Regions from separate parts of the Anser cygnoides genome. Here region 1 is linked to region 2. A link is a contact called in public Hi-C data. All regions are on one chromosome and are shown on one strand. The core of a region is the stretch at or near the end of the contact, and the rest is flanking DNA. Distances in the headings are between cores, read along the strand shown.

Region 1 (7,313 bases), core at 2,528-5,027, 240 kb after region 2:
CTGTTTTCTGATATTCCCCAATTCCTTATATTTTAACCAAAAGTATATGCTTTTGAGATTAATATCTGTCTCCCACTGTCTGTCTATACGACACTTACTGCAAAAGAGTTTTTGTATCAGACCTTTGCTGGTGGTCGGCAGTAATCTGCCTGAAAATACCTCTGAGTGTTGCATGTCCTTGAGATGTAAGACTTGTCTGTGTTGTGGAAAGGTATTCAGTGCAAAGACTACTGAGCTAAATGAGAAAAATGATACATCCACACAGTTCATTGAAGTACCTCTCAGAACGGCCTATTAGCTTCAAAGAGTTGATCTAGTATCTGATTATAGCAATTAAAAGGCAGGAGATGAGTTGAGAAAGCTTGCCTTTTTCTTATTAGCTGGAGTGTGAGAAACCTGTGTTTCTCACCCTGAATCTAGATCCCTGGGCCAGGCAAAGATGGATCATTAAGAAATAAGCCTTTAGGGCTGTAACAAGTTATTAATAACAAGTTATTTTGAAGGCTAAAGACACAGCTGGTTGGACTATAAGGTTAGGGTTATAATATTACAAAAGCATTGATAAAGATACGTTTGACCAGTTGTGTTGGCACGGGAAGGCTGTCAGTGGATTCTTGCCTACCTGGAATCTCTGGAAATATATGTGATGTTACTAATGCTCCTATGAAATAATGATGGATACGTTGACATCATTCTTGTTATCACTTACATGATAGGAAGAGTGCCTGGAAACTGCTTTGCTAGAGTTTTTTTTTTTTTTTTTCCATTCATTTGAACTACTGTTTAAAAGATGTTTACAGTAAATTCTTTTAGAAAACTTTCTTTTTCTGTGCTCACAATGCTAATGAAAAAGAGAACTTACTTTCAAATGACCTCCACCACATATTTTCAAGATCATGCAAAGGAAACAAAATTAATCTACAAACAGATCTCTACTTTTCATTTCAGCTCATTGCAGTTTAATCAGCATGGACCATTTTGAAAGCAGCAGTATATTGCAACTAAACAAATGTTCTGTACTACAGCTTTGCATGCAGCTTTTCAAAATAGATTCACTTAAATGGAAACTATAAATAGGACACTCACAAATGAGAATGAAGATGAAACTACAGAAGCAAAACCTGTTATATGTTACTTTCCCATTTGACTCTTAAAGAATAGCTTTTCCAACGAATAGATCTTTTTCACAAATTTTGAAACATGAAGTCAAAAGCAATCAAGGTCATACACTAACTTTTTGAAAGATGTCCTTTACTTACTTTACAGTGTCCTGGAATTTATGTAGTTTGAAAGCCAGTCTTCCCTGGTACCTTTGCTTGATCTCTATCCTACTCTTCCTGAGATAGGCATTTTTCAAACTTTACAACATGCTTGGGTTTTATACCTACTTTTGTAAATTTTACACTTGGAAGGTAAGAATAACATTTACAATCCTTCAGTGATATACCATAATACAACATAATTATCTGAGTGAACATCTGAGGAAATAAAATCACTTTTATTGGAATAGCACTTCAATTGCATTAAATTTACATTTGAAAATTGAACTTTATGAATGCACATAGAAACTGAACAATTCAATTTGTTTTTATTTTGAATTATTTATCTATATATATTTGAATTTATTTCCCTTTTGAATTATTATTATTTTTTAAATATTGGAATCTTGTTAAATGTCTAAATATAGCTGCAAATAGATGCAGTAGATCTAAAGCTGTTGAGCTTTATTGGAACTTGGATCATGAAGCAAGAGTGTTTAGGATGAAAACCTGAAAATACTTAAGTAATATAGTTTAATTTTTATTACTACAGTACAGAAATGAGATTTCAACCAATGCATTGTTTCATATTTACACACAGGCCTTCTGGCTTGAGCCTTTTTACTATGGTTGTTGTTACAATGTTTTCAGACTTACATCAGGAGAAGGTATTTTTAGAAGAAAGAGGAACAATACTCTTGTACAAGAGGAGGTACAATACTCTTATTCGCTCTTCCCTTGGCAAAAGGAGTTGTTGTCTAATTAAATGATAATTTGTCTGAGCCAGAGATCTTTCATTTTATTTTCTATACCTGCATGAGAGTACTTAGAATGCCATATCAAAGGTGTAAGGTAGTTAATAAGAATTTCTTGACATGTTTCTATTTCTTCCCATGTTAACTGTGAGGACAGTTAGATTTGTTACAACTTCTAACCACTTCCCCCTTTAAGAACTTACGAAGCAATGCTAACTCTATACACCGTTTAGCTGCAACCACTGAATTTGAACTAGTAAAAAATATGGCAGTTCAATGAGTAACTTCTACATTCCCTCCATTTATGTTCTCTTCTCAAATGCGTGCAGAATCAGCAGGCATGCTGTGGTTGTTATGAATATTGTAGTGCAACGTGGAAAAATAAATAATATATTCTCTTCTTTCTCTGTCTTGCTCTGCTGCTTTGTCACACAGACCTCAAAATTTTCCTATCAGAATGATGCTGTATGGCCAATTATGATGCACTTCTTAGTAAATAAGAACAATTAGGGCTAGGTAAAAATTGCTTTATGTAGCCCTACACATCTTTCAGTGTAATTTCTACTAAGCAGATTGAATTTCAGGAATGCCATTTAGCAGGTAAATATTGAAAGATTTTACAAGGAATCTGTGATTTTGCAAACATGAATAGTCGTAATGTTATCCCAAAGAAATAAGGCCACTTGGCAATGTGTAAATTGAAGAAGGATCCTCAGAAGTTGATAGTTTTGTGAAACAACTAAGAATATTTTACATCATGCTCTTAGGAAGGATTCACACTTTATCTGAGCTTGACCTTGAAAACACAGTGTTTCAAACTGTTCCAGCATTTCTAAAAGACATACAAGGAAAACACAGATCAGTAAGAGACAAAATATGCTTCAATAACTAAGTTTCTAATGCCATGTTTATTTAATGTTTTACATTACATTTGGTTCTTTTGGGAACATTTTACTTAGTTTACTGTTCCACCACTATATAGACTTTTTTTTTTTTTTTTTAATTTATTTAACTAAGAAGCTCTCACAAAGTACCTGAGCAATGATTTGTTAAACGTTCCCAGAAAAATTAATTCTCAAACTATTTCAGTGCCTAATGTGTTGTTGCTGAAATGGAAGTATGAACTAATGGAATTATCTGATTTTATACCTCAAAGACAGAGTTGAGGTATGGAAAAAATCTAGTTTGCGTAGCTACTTAGACAATAGCAATGTTTTTTCCTTTTTTTTAAATTTATTTTTTTTATTTCCTTCAGAGTTTGAAGGTAAAAATAACCCTTTAAATTATGCTGGAAGCAACTGTTTGCACAAACTGTGGTTCATACCTTTATACTTTCAAATGACAGTTCAAACTCTTGCATTTTAACTCAGTTTCTTGTAGAACAAACTGAAATGAACAGATCTCAAAGGAAATGAAATATTAACAGAAAAAATAGATCTGTGCCAGATGATAACATATGCCACAGAACAGGTAAGTTAATAATTGACAAAAGAGTAATTTCTTTAACACACTGAATCATAGAGAGTGTACTGTTGTTAAAAGGGAAATGTTCTAGGTGTCAGGCAGTACTGTCAGATGACCTTGGTACTATTAATTTAAAAAATTAAATTAGATAGCTTTGTAACTAGAGTCCATTAGAGAGAATTTAATACTTGATGATGAACCCCAAGAATTTTTATTATTATTTTACTTTTTTTTTTTTTTATAGTGTTTTGCAAGTTGTAACAAGTTATTGTTATAATTTACTCTTTTGATGATCAATGAGGCAATGCTTGGAAAAAATGGGTTGAAAGCCAGTATCTATTTTTGGATATCTAAAAGATAAGGAATGAATTTTCTGTTCATAAAATGAGCTAACACAAGGTCTCAAAAACAGTACCATTAAACAGTTACAAAATGTATCTGGTCTTATGTTGATCCTACTAAAAGGTGTTACTTCCAGTTTTAATAAGAATCACCCATCTGGATGGATCCATTTCAAGTGTTATAGCATAATCATTTGCTAAAGAGCAGGCCTGAATTCTTTAGGCAATTTCTGTCATGTATATTTTTTCTTTTGCTCTACAGTAATCTAAAACATTAGATTTTCAGTATCAATGTTAGCTCAATAAAAGTCTTGAATGTCTAGTTTGTGTCTTAACAATGCTAGCTGTTGTTTGGTCATAACCTTTGCAATAAGAACTGCTAAAGGTATTATACTCTGTAGTGGTATGGGAAAAATTAATATACTAGTCAGTTAAAAAAAGAGAACTGTTTTTGCAACATCGCGTCCACCAACATCAACTGTTTGCCCCTTTCAATATCACAAGCAGTATTATCTATTTACCTTCACCAAGAAGGGCTCTTTTGTATGTAAATCCAATTTTGGATTGGCATTTAAGAATCTGTTTACTAATTTACTCTGAAAATCTCTGTATTTGTGCCTGGATTTAAGATCATGGCAGCCATACATGTAACCTAAAATGCAAACATTCTTGTAAGATCAATGAGACTCAAGTCTGTCCATGTAATTACAAAGGAAATAGGCAAAAAATGCTTTTTGTATGTGTATGTGAGAAATATCTTCGATGGGGACTGCAACAAGGATGACAACTGGCAATGAATAAATGGATTGGAACTCCTCATTATACCAGAGACAGAGCAGATTGTGGTCAAGCCAAATCTTAACTCTTTCTGTTTTAGTTCAGTTCGAACATTTTTCCTAAGTGGAAGAAATACTGAATGAATTTTGGGTTTATTGTCTTCTCCTGAATGCAGGGACTCAGTGGAATTATTAGATGTTTTTTTGGGCTGCGGCATCTGAGAAAAAGTTCTATACTTCACATTTTTATTATAGTGTTTACAAACAAACAAAACCAAGCGGGATTAGGAAAGATTTTAGCCCCTCTCTTTTAATATGTTGGTGACTGGAATAATGTAACTTTTGGTCTCTGACTTTTCTTTCAAATGACCTTTCTATCTATTAGATTTCTCTTAGCTGATTGAAGAATTACTGTAAGCAGTATGAATCCTTCATGACAAATGATTATTTTCCACGTTGGGATGAAATGAAAAATGCATTTTTTCATCTTATTTGACTGAGGAGCAAAGCAATTTATGTAATACAACATTCTTAGTAGCATTATGTCACCTGAAGTAATCCTAACAAATCAACGGTAGCCTTGATAGATCTATAGCACAAATAATAAAATTAATGATTTTTTTTTTGAGTTTTTGATTGATACTTAGTACCTGTGTGAAATGTTTGTTCTCTGAAATGTTATCTGCCCTTTGAGACTTGAGGAAAAGCATGTAATACAGGGCCATTCTCTAATGTCTGTAGAGATGATTGCCTAAAAGTAATTTTTACCTATCTTATTCTGTTGGTAACAAAAAAAAAAAAAAAAAAAAATCACCTTACAACCATTTCTATGCTATGGTTTTTAAGCATTTGTTAAAGCAGCACAAGATCTTTCAGTTGTATATAGTATTTCTTTAATTTGCTATTATAATATATAGCTATAGTATTGAAATATTTCTGCTTATTTAATTCCATCATATTCCTACAAATATATTAAGAATAGTTTTCATTAATGACTGAGAATGAGATAGCCATTAGACTGTGACTTACTGTCATGACTGGTACTGGTTCAAGAAAATGAGTAAAAGACTGGCTGGGTGCAGGAAATCTACATATGGGTTAATGAAACAGCTTCTACAAAGTAGAGTACAGGATAGTTAAAACAGTTTGACTGTCTACAATGGGGGAAAATCCTCAATGAGGTGAAATCAGAATTGTTTACATGGATCATATATTACCAGACAGCAAGAAAGGTAAATGATGGCTGATTAACTTTGCTTTAAACATGACTCCTGGATTATTCTATCCACTTTTGTTTGCAGCCACCTACCACTGCACCATGAGTTGGTGGGTACCTCTCTGTAAAAGGAAAGATACAGAGACTATAGCCTGTGATACTTTTAATGTCCATATTGTCAACTGACACCCAGCACAGATTGAGACTATCTGGCACTTATTTTCAATGATTTCAATATTTAAGATGATTCTGTGGTAGCCTGTTAGTTTGCCTGAAGATAAGAAAATGGGATCCAGTCAGCACTTTGAGGAAAAAATAGAGAAGAGCTGCAATGCAAATTCATTCTTTCAGGAGGAAGAGAGGGAAAAGAAAACAGGAGGTCACAAATCAGACCCGCCACCCAAAGCCAGGACTTTGACATTGTTCTGGCAGCAGGGACTGCTACATTTTGGGCTTTTTTCTTTTGTTTGTGTGCAGAGGATTCCTGTCTCCAGAGCTACATTTCAAAACTTTTCCATTGGCATGAAATTCATAGGATATTGGGGATTTTTACAACTAAAAAGTCACTCTGGTGTCAGGACACAGAGTACAACAACAGGATAAAATTGATCCGACCAGCTTCATGTGTACCCTGCCCATTTATCCAACATATGCCATTAAGCTCAAGCCTTTGCCCTTAGTCCTCACATGAGCTACATTTTTTGTCCAGTCCTGGACCTTTCTGATTCTGCTTTGACTTCCTGGATCAACCTTGGATTTGTCTTTATTGCTGTAAACTTTATTGGACTGTAGGTTGAATCTGGTTGTCATCAGTAGACATTCTCTGGTTTTGTTGTTTGTGTCCCGTGGGACTGTACACTCTGTCTCTGCCCTTGTCTGCCTTTCATGCGCTTGTAGCTCCTGCATCACCTTCAATCGTTGACCAGCTTGCTTTGTCACTGGAGGCATCTGAGCCCAAGCTGTGGTTCAGAACCACTTCTATTAAGACGAATTAATAGGTGATGATGACCAGACACATCCTTCCACAGGGGATTGAAGTGTCCAGGATTTGCTGCCTTGGAAGATCTGCTGCTTGCCTGGGCCCTAGATGTGGCATGTTGTAGAGAGAAAGCTGGGATGTTGTAGAGATACAGCATGGGAATCAAGCAGAAGGAATTAGATGCTGATGCGCAGAGCTGTGTCCTCAGTGGGATGACACAGATGGTGAGATAGCTCACTGGAACACAGCAGTGGAAGCACAGCCCTTTAGGAAGATGTGGTTCCTCACATCTCTCCCTTCAATCTCACCATTCACCCTTGTTTAATGGATGGAGGTTTACAAATTATGTAAAGAAGGTGTCTGAATGCATAGAACTTTTCTATGGAAAGGCCAGTCAAGAGTTTATGTGTCAGGATCACAGCAGAGATCATGATATTACAACAGATATCATTATCTCCAGATATCAAGTGAAGAGCAAGTGGATGAAACTTTGCTTAAATGACTGGAAAAAGCTATAGTTTTT
Region 2 (6,534 bases), core at 3,300-5,799:
ACCAAATTAGCTTCCTGCTTACATGGCTGAAACAAATGGCTGGAAAGCTTTCATAATACATCTTTCAAATTCTTAATGATTTAAGCATCAATACAATTAAAATAAGGTGTGACCCACCATCAAATTCACCCACTTTATCCTCACTATCTCAACTGAAACCTAAGTCCATCAGTCCAGCATTATTTATACCTACAGAAAAAAATGGGTAGTATACACAAGGTAAGACTAGCTGTTATTAAAAGGGCCACAATTCATGAATTCCAAGACATGAAGAAGATACTTCTGTTGCAAATGTTTAATGCATAAGCTTTGTCCTTAGTTTAGTGTATTGCAAACAGCTTTCCCAAAGCACAATTAATACAGAGCCCAATTCTTCCACTATTTATTTGAATACTGGTCCCACTGAAGCCAGTAGGATTTTTTTTTATATGTATGAGGGCAAAATTAAACTGATTCCCCAGATTAGACTCTACTGATGTTTTCCAGCCCAATAAAATTTGCATTTGAAAATGGTGTAACAATACAGGTAGTCATTAACTGTCATGGTAGATTTCAAATGGCAAAGCCCTATCAGTAAAACAGATTTACAACTTCTCAAGTCAGTGTTGCAACAAAGGAAGATGCATCCCTAAGTGAAATGCTAATTTAATTCATAAATCACTAGTCTCGTTATTGATCTCCATTTAAATTCATTTTGATCACAGAGTGCCTTTTTGATCTCAATATAGAATTCAGGGACTGTTTATTTCCTTCTTACAGAAAAAAAGAAAGAAACAACAAAAAACTGGAAAGAGGAATAAGAAGTGGTCAGAAGACCCATAAGAACAGCTATCCTGCCCATGTAGTTCATTATCCTGCTTCCAGTAAAGCTTGCGTAGGGGTTGAATGCCAGAAAAAGGACAAGCATAAAGAGATTCTGTCACTGGTGCATCTTAGGTAATTACAATGATGGGATTATATAACTATTTTACAATTTTCCTTTCCTCCCCTCTCATAAGGCAAACAGGATTTGAGAGTCCAATTCAAAACTCATCAGAAGTAGGGCCGATTTTCTCGTTGACTAAAAATAGTAACTATTTGAAAACTCGTATACAATTTTGTAGCTGACTTACACACACATTTTGGAGGAATGTGGCAAACAGAATCTCTGATTACTACTGCATAATGATGGCCCTATTATGGATGAAGTATTACTGTGCTTATACTTCAATATGGAAACTGGAACCATCCATATGAAACAGTTACAAAAGCCCTGGAACACAAACTAAATGGGTTAGCAACAACTCTCCTTTTTTAACTTGCTTTTTACCCAGTGACCTACAAGTGAAATTACCACAAAATGAATGGCATGCAGCAAGTTTTGCTCACTCTGTGTCATTGTGTATCTGTTCACGTAACAGGACTGACAAAGGAAAGAGAAAAGCTCTTGAGCAGTGCCATCAGAAGAGACAGACACAGTCAGAAAGAGACAGCATTAACAGATGAGATCACTACTTGGAAGGACAAGGAGAGAATCTTCAGCACACTTCCCTCCAAAGCCTGAAGCAGCATCCAAGATCTGATTGTCATCATTGCTTTCCTTTTCAGTTAGGACTGTGTGCTCCTCCTGGCCTCCTCCACTCACCTCACTTGGCACTGCAGGACTGGGCCCAAGCTGGTATAGTCACTACCTTCATGCTTGTCCTGCTCTCCCTCAGCTCCTCATCCCTAAGGAAGCAGCTGGCTCTCACTGAGTCCTGACATTTAGTTCAGACCAGGACTGGAGTCCCAGGGCTGAGCTGAAATGAGGTTACCAGGACCCATGGGCAAAGGCTGGAAACCCCAGGGAGGCTGCTCAGGGGCCATTAAGACTTAATAGCACACTCAGGGCTCTGAAACATGACCTGCAAACTCTGACAGCAAATCCTTCCACCAGTTAAACAAAGTAAGTAGCTAGTATCACAAGAAGACAGTTACACTTTGTGGAAATCTGGATTGCTGTGGCATATTTACCTGAAAGCCAGTATGTCTAACCAGGTTAGACTTCAATTTGTCACAACAGAAGCCTGACTTCCATTTCAATCTAGGAATACAAAGCCTAGCAGAAATATTTAAAGCAGACTGAAGAAATAAATCTCACATCCTGGAGGAAATTGATCATAAGGGACTGCAAGGTATTCACAGGGGAAAATCTCCATCTGTAGATCTGAGGCGCAGGCAGACACAACTGGATTGCCAAATGTGAATCAAAAGTAATACAGTTTGCATTATTAGTTTCACTTAAAATAAAAGTCCTGGGTTTTTAAAGCCACAAGAGTCATAAAGTTTTACCTGTTCTCTTCCCATTTCAATCCTCTTCTTCATAAACAGACTACTGTGGTAGAAAAAAAGCTGGATGAATTTAATTTTCCAGCACAAATATCTTAAATAGAAAGATGATTACACATTATGTTTTCCCAGAAAATGTGAACTTGCAAAAAAAATAAACAAAATCTCATTGAGGATTCACCGTTGATAACGGTGCTTTTGAAGACTGTTTCTCCAACTAAAAAAAATGTAGAAAGTTGTTTTAGCATATATGATTTTATGTAACTAATATACTTGAACATATAGAATCCATTTCCTGCTCTCTAGGAACAGAATGGGATTAGTCCAGATCCACAGATGTTACCAGTTAATAGAACCTACAAAAGACTCATCTTTAAAAAGTAGGTATCTGCCAAATAACATGGAAATGTATGGTAGTATGATGTCTGAAAAATCTTCCTGCCACATGTATAAATGATTTTATTTCTTTTTTCTTGCTGCTGCTGTACATTCTCCACAAATAGCTCATATAACCCATAATCCTTGACACATTTGTAAATGGAAAATCATTCCATTATTTTGTTGATAAAAATCTACTAAACACTGTGACGATTCAGCTATGAAACAATACTGACCCCTAGTGTTCATCTATTCTATTAGATTTTTTTTTCTCAGAAAACAAAAAAAAATCCCTCACACACACAAAACCAACACTTCTTCAGGATGGGTTATGCCTGTTTGACCCACTTTCATTCCTAATGGTATGTCATCCATCCTTCCTAAATAACTACTGTCGCTTGAGGTAATTAGGCATGTTTTTATAAGCCTAAACACAGATAGATGTCAACTACCCTAAGTTCCTAGAGCCCATAGTGAACTGCTTATGTCCACATTTTTGTATGTTGTTTCTAATTAGTAAGTGCTCAGAATGTTTCCATTTGACTCATCATCCACTGCACCTTGCTTCTTGTAAAGCATCTCCCCCTCTCACAGCATGTTCTGTAACCAAGTCTCTGGAGTTTCAGCTTATTTGACCTTCCACTTCTTAATGAGATACAGAATTTATTCTCACTTCAAAGGATACAGTAGGTTCACAACAAATGCTTGAAAATGCAGGGGAAAATTTACACTAGTAAAAGATGCAATCTGGAAAGAACACAAATATTCTTTCCAACAAGACAGATACAACTCTTTATCATTCCTGCCCCCTTACAGATGACACAAAACGGAAAGATGTTTCAGTAAGAAAGGGGTTTTATTACTTTTAGACACAGGCAGGGCTTGGCCTGCTACCCCACTTGCTTTGGGGTAACAAAATCACAGATATGTTGAGGTCAGAAGGGACCTCTGAAGATCTAGTCCAACCCGTGGGCGGGGCAGGATCACCAACAGCACGCTGTGTAGGATGGCATCCAGGCCGGTTTTGAGTATCTCCAGAGGAGACTCCACAGCCTCTCTGGGCAACCTGTTCCAGTGCTCTGTCACCCTCACAGTAAAGAAGTGCCCCCTCATATTGAGCTGGAACCTCCTGTGTTTCAGTTTGTGCCCATTGCCTCTTGTCCTGTCGCTGGGTACAACTGAAGAGACCGGCTCCATCCTCTCGACACCCTCCCCTCAGACACTTATACACATTGATGATGTCTCCCCTCACTCTCCTCTTTTCCAGGCTAAACAGGTGCAACTCTCTCTGCCTGTCCTCGTATGACAGGTGCTCCAGTCCCCTCATAACCTTCATAGCCCTCCTCTGGACTCACTCCAGTAGCTCTATATCCTATAGACGGCCCACCTCCTTTTAATTTCTGCTTTTACTGACCCTTGCTCTAGAACAGTCACAAACTGAGCTCCAGCACAGGCATGGAGATAACCTCACGCCTTCCTAAAACGAGAAAACCCCAAACCCTGCAACCTGGCCACTACCCCCAGCGGAAAGCAAGCGGTCACTCCCTCCACCAAACGTCCCCACCTCCTCCCTCCACCAGCCCCTAGCCTCAGCTGATTTCTAAACCTCCTTTTCTGCACACATGTACCGCCCCCCCAACCCCGCGCAGCTCCGCGCTCCCCACAAGATGGCGGCACACGGGTTGAGGCACGACTCCGCCCGCCATTTCCCCGCCCGCCATTTCCCCGCCCGCCATTGGCCCGCCCGGCAGAGGCGCGGCGCAGCGCAACGCCCCCCCCCCCCCCCGATCCCCGGCGCCCCGCCCCTTGGGCGCGCGTGCTCGGAGGCGAGCACGCGCGCGGGGGCGTGCATGCGCCGCCGGCTTTTCTCGCGAGAGCGGGCGGCGGCGCTCGCGCCGATTTTGAAGCTGGGGGCGGTTGGCGGGGAGCGCGCGGCGCCGGCGAGCGCTGAGGGGAGCTCTGAGGGAAGGCTGAGGCAAGACCGAGGCGCAGCCCGGCCGCGTCTGGTGCCCTCCTGCCGCCTCTCCGGTCCTTGGAGCCCGGGGTAGGGACCTTGAAGGGAGGTCGGGGCCGCAGCCATGGGAGTGGCGAAGAAGCCTTTGGAAGTGAAGGAAGCCTTTCGGCTGGCGCAGAAGCCGCACCAGAACCACGCCAAGCTCGTCGTGGCTTTGAGGAGCGCCTACAGCCAGGTAGAGGGGCGGGCGGCGGAGGCTGAGGGGGAAAAAGTGGCGTAGTGGTCTCCTGGGGGGCCTCTCCAGCCTTCTCTCCTCTCAGTTTGCCGCAGAGGAGCCCTGCGGTTAAAGGACGAGCCAGGGCACGCCAGGCTGCTGTAGGGAGCCCATCTGGGGCGTGAATCTCCGAGCTGAGAGGGGAAAATGGGGCCAGAAGGCGCTCGGGTAGCGGGGGGGCAGGCGGGGTGACAGCGGCTGACGGGGACCCAGGGTGGCCGGCGGGGTCCCGACACTGCAGCAAGTAACCGGCAGCTCCGGGACGGAGCCCTGTGTAGAGGCTTAGGGACAATGGGGCTGTTTAACCAACCGAAATACTCCGTGTTATTATACCTGAGCTGCTGCCATCAGCGCTTTAAACATTTAAATGAGCGGCGCCGATTATAAAACCGTTTTTTAAAGGCTGCTTTTGAAGGATAAGACTGGTAGTTATCGCTTGCTGTGGTTTGATTTTTTTTTTTTTTCAGTTGGAAGATAAGGCAGATTTCCATGAAAAATTCATTCATTTCCTTAAGTATGCTATGATAGTCTACAAACGGGAACCAGCAGTGGAGCAGCTGATCAATTTTGTGGCTAAATTTGTTACTTCATTTTATCAACCGGAGGAAGGGGAGAGTAGCGAGGAAAGAGAAGAAGATAACTTGCTTCTGAATTATGTGTTTAACTTTCTGCTTGAGGTACAGTAATACTATTGTATCTTTAACATGACAAATGGAAACTTTACATGGTGGGGAAAACTTGCTCACGCTTATGGTGTTATCTACGAACCGTAAACTTCAAAGTGAAAGAAAGGCAAGGCTAGTGCTTTATGATTTACAAAACAAAAACATTTATTTATGCACGCAATACAAAAAAGGGGGGGGGGAGAAAAACAACACCGCCCCCGCAAAACAGATTTTAAAAGTTAAGCCTCTGCGAAAATATGGATTGTTTTCTTGTTTGGCAGCCGGGTGTGTAATTAAAGGCTTTACTGTGGTGCATTTATAAGTGTGAAATTAACTTATATTGCTTCACTGACAAGTAAAAATATCCCAAGATTTTTCACATAGGTTTGAGTGGCACAGGTATTATTAATCTCTGCTTACTGCAAGAGTTACATGTAGAAAGAAGACCGTCAGTTCCAATAGCATGAAAGCACAAATAGTTATTTTTTAAGCTATTGTTTTGATACAGAAAAATCATTGGTAATGCCAGGATCACTAGTTGTTGTTACTGTTTTCTTTTTCTTCTAATGTTTTATGGAGACAGAGGATTAAGTTAGCTCGTGTAGTGGTCTGCACTGAGTAGTGAGCATGTTTCTTCCTTTGTGAAGGCATTGCTAGTTATGTAAAGTGCTGTTATTATACGTGGTGGGCCATAAACGTTTTTCAGTGCTGTGAATTTTTAATGTTATTAAAATAGGAAGGGGTTTTTGAAATATAGAAATGCATAGTTAATGTTCTATATAGAATATTAACTTCTAATACGTGCATGTTAATAACCTTGTAATGGAAATGTAAAAAATGTGATTATAAGTATACATTCTTGGTTTTTCTTCCATCCCCACTCTGTTCCATTTCCCCCCTAGTCTCACAATGCAAACAGCCATGCAGTTAGGTTTCGAACGTGCCAGCTTGTTAAT

What was found. Hi-C and Micro-C count contacts between places; a contact is called where the count stands out from the background.
Region 1: a Hi-C map of liver shows a contact between it and region 2, with 4 times the contacts expected there. The contact joins the enhancer-like site here to the promoter of NCAPG in region 2. A contact is called at or near these places in 2 of 7 Hi-C or Micro-C datasets (granulosa cells and liver).

What each region holds. Positions count from the first base shown.
Region 1 is chr4:16,859,829-16,867,141 of Taihu_goose_T2T_genome, forward strand. The region is part of intron 1 of LOC125179904 (a long non-coding RNA gene); the gene reads left to right. Among named protein-coding and RNA genes, the nearest start is that of LCORL, 130 kb to the left of the region's middle. Within about 2 kb of position 3,778, at least 2 of the 3 cell types and tissues checked have open chromatin away from gene starts, as enhancers often do. A contact at or near this core is called in liver, where this site is marked.
Region 2 is chr4:16,617,278-16,623,811 of Taihu_goose_T2T_genome, forward strand. It overlaps NCAPG (non-SMC condensin I complex subunit G), which reads left to right and starts at 4,550. Exons shown (of 21, transcript XM_013176917.3): 1 at 4,550-4,874; 2 at 5,381-5,590; 3 at 6,481-6,534. The coding sequence starts at 4,764. It overlaps LOC106035556 (a long non-coding RNA gene), which reads left to right. Exons shown (of 4, transcript XR_010830972.1): 4 at 1,401-2,873.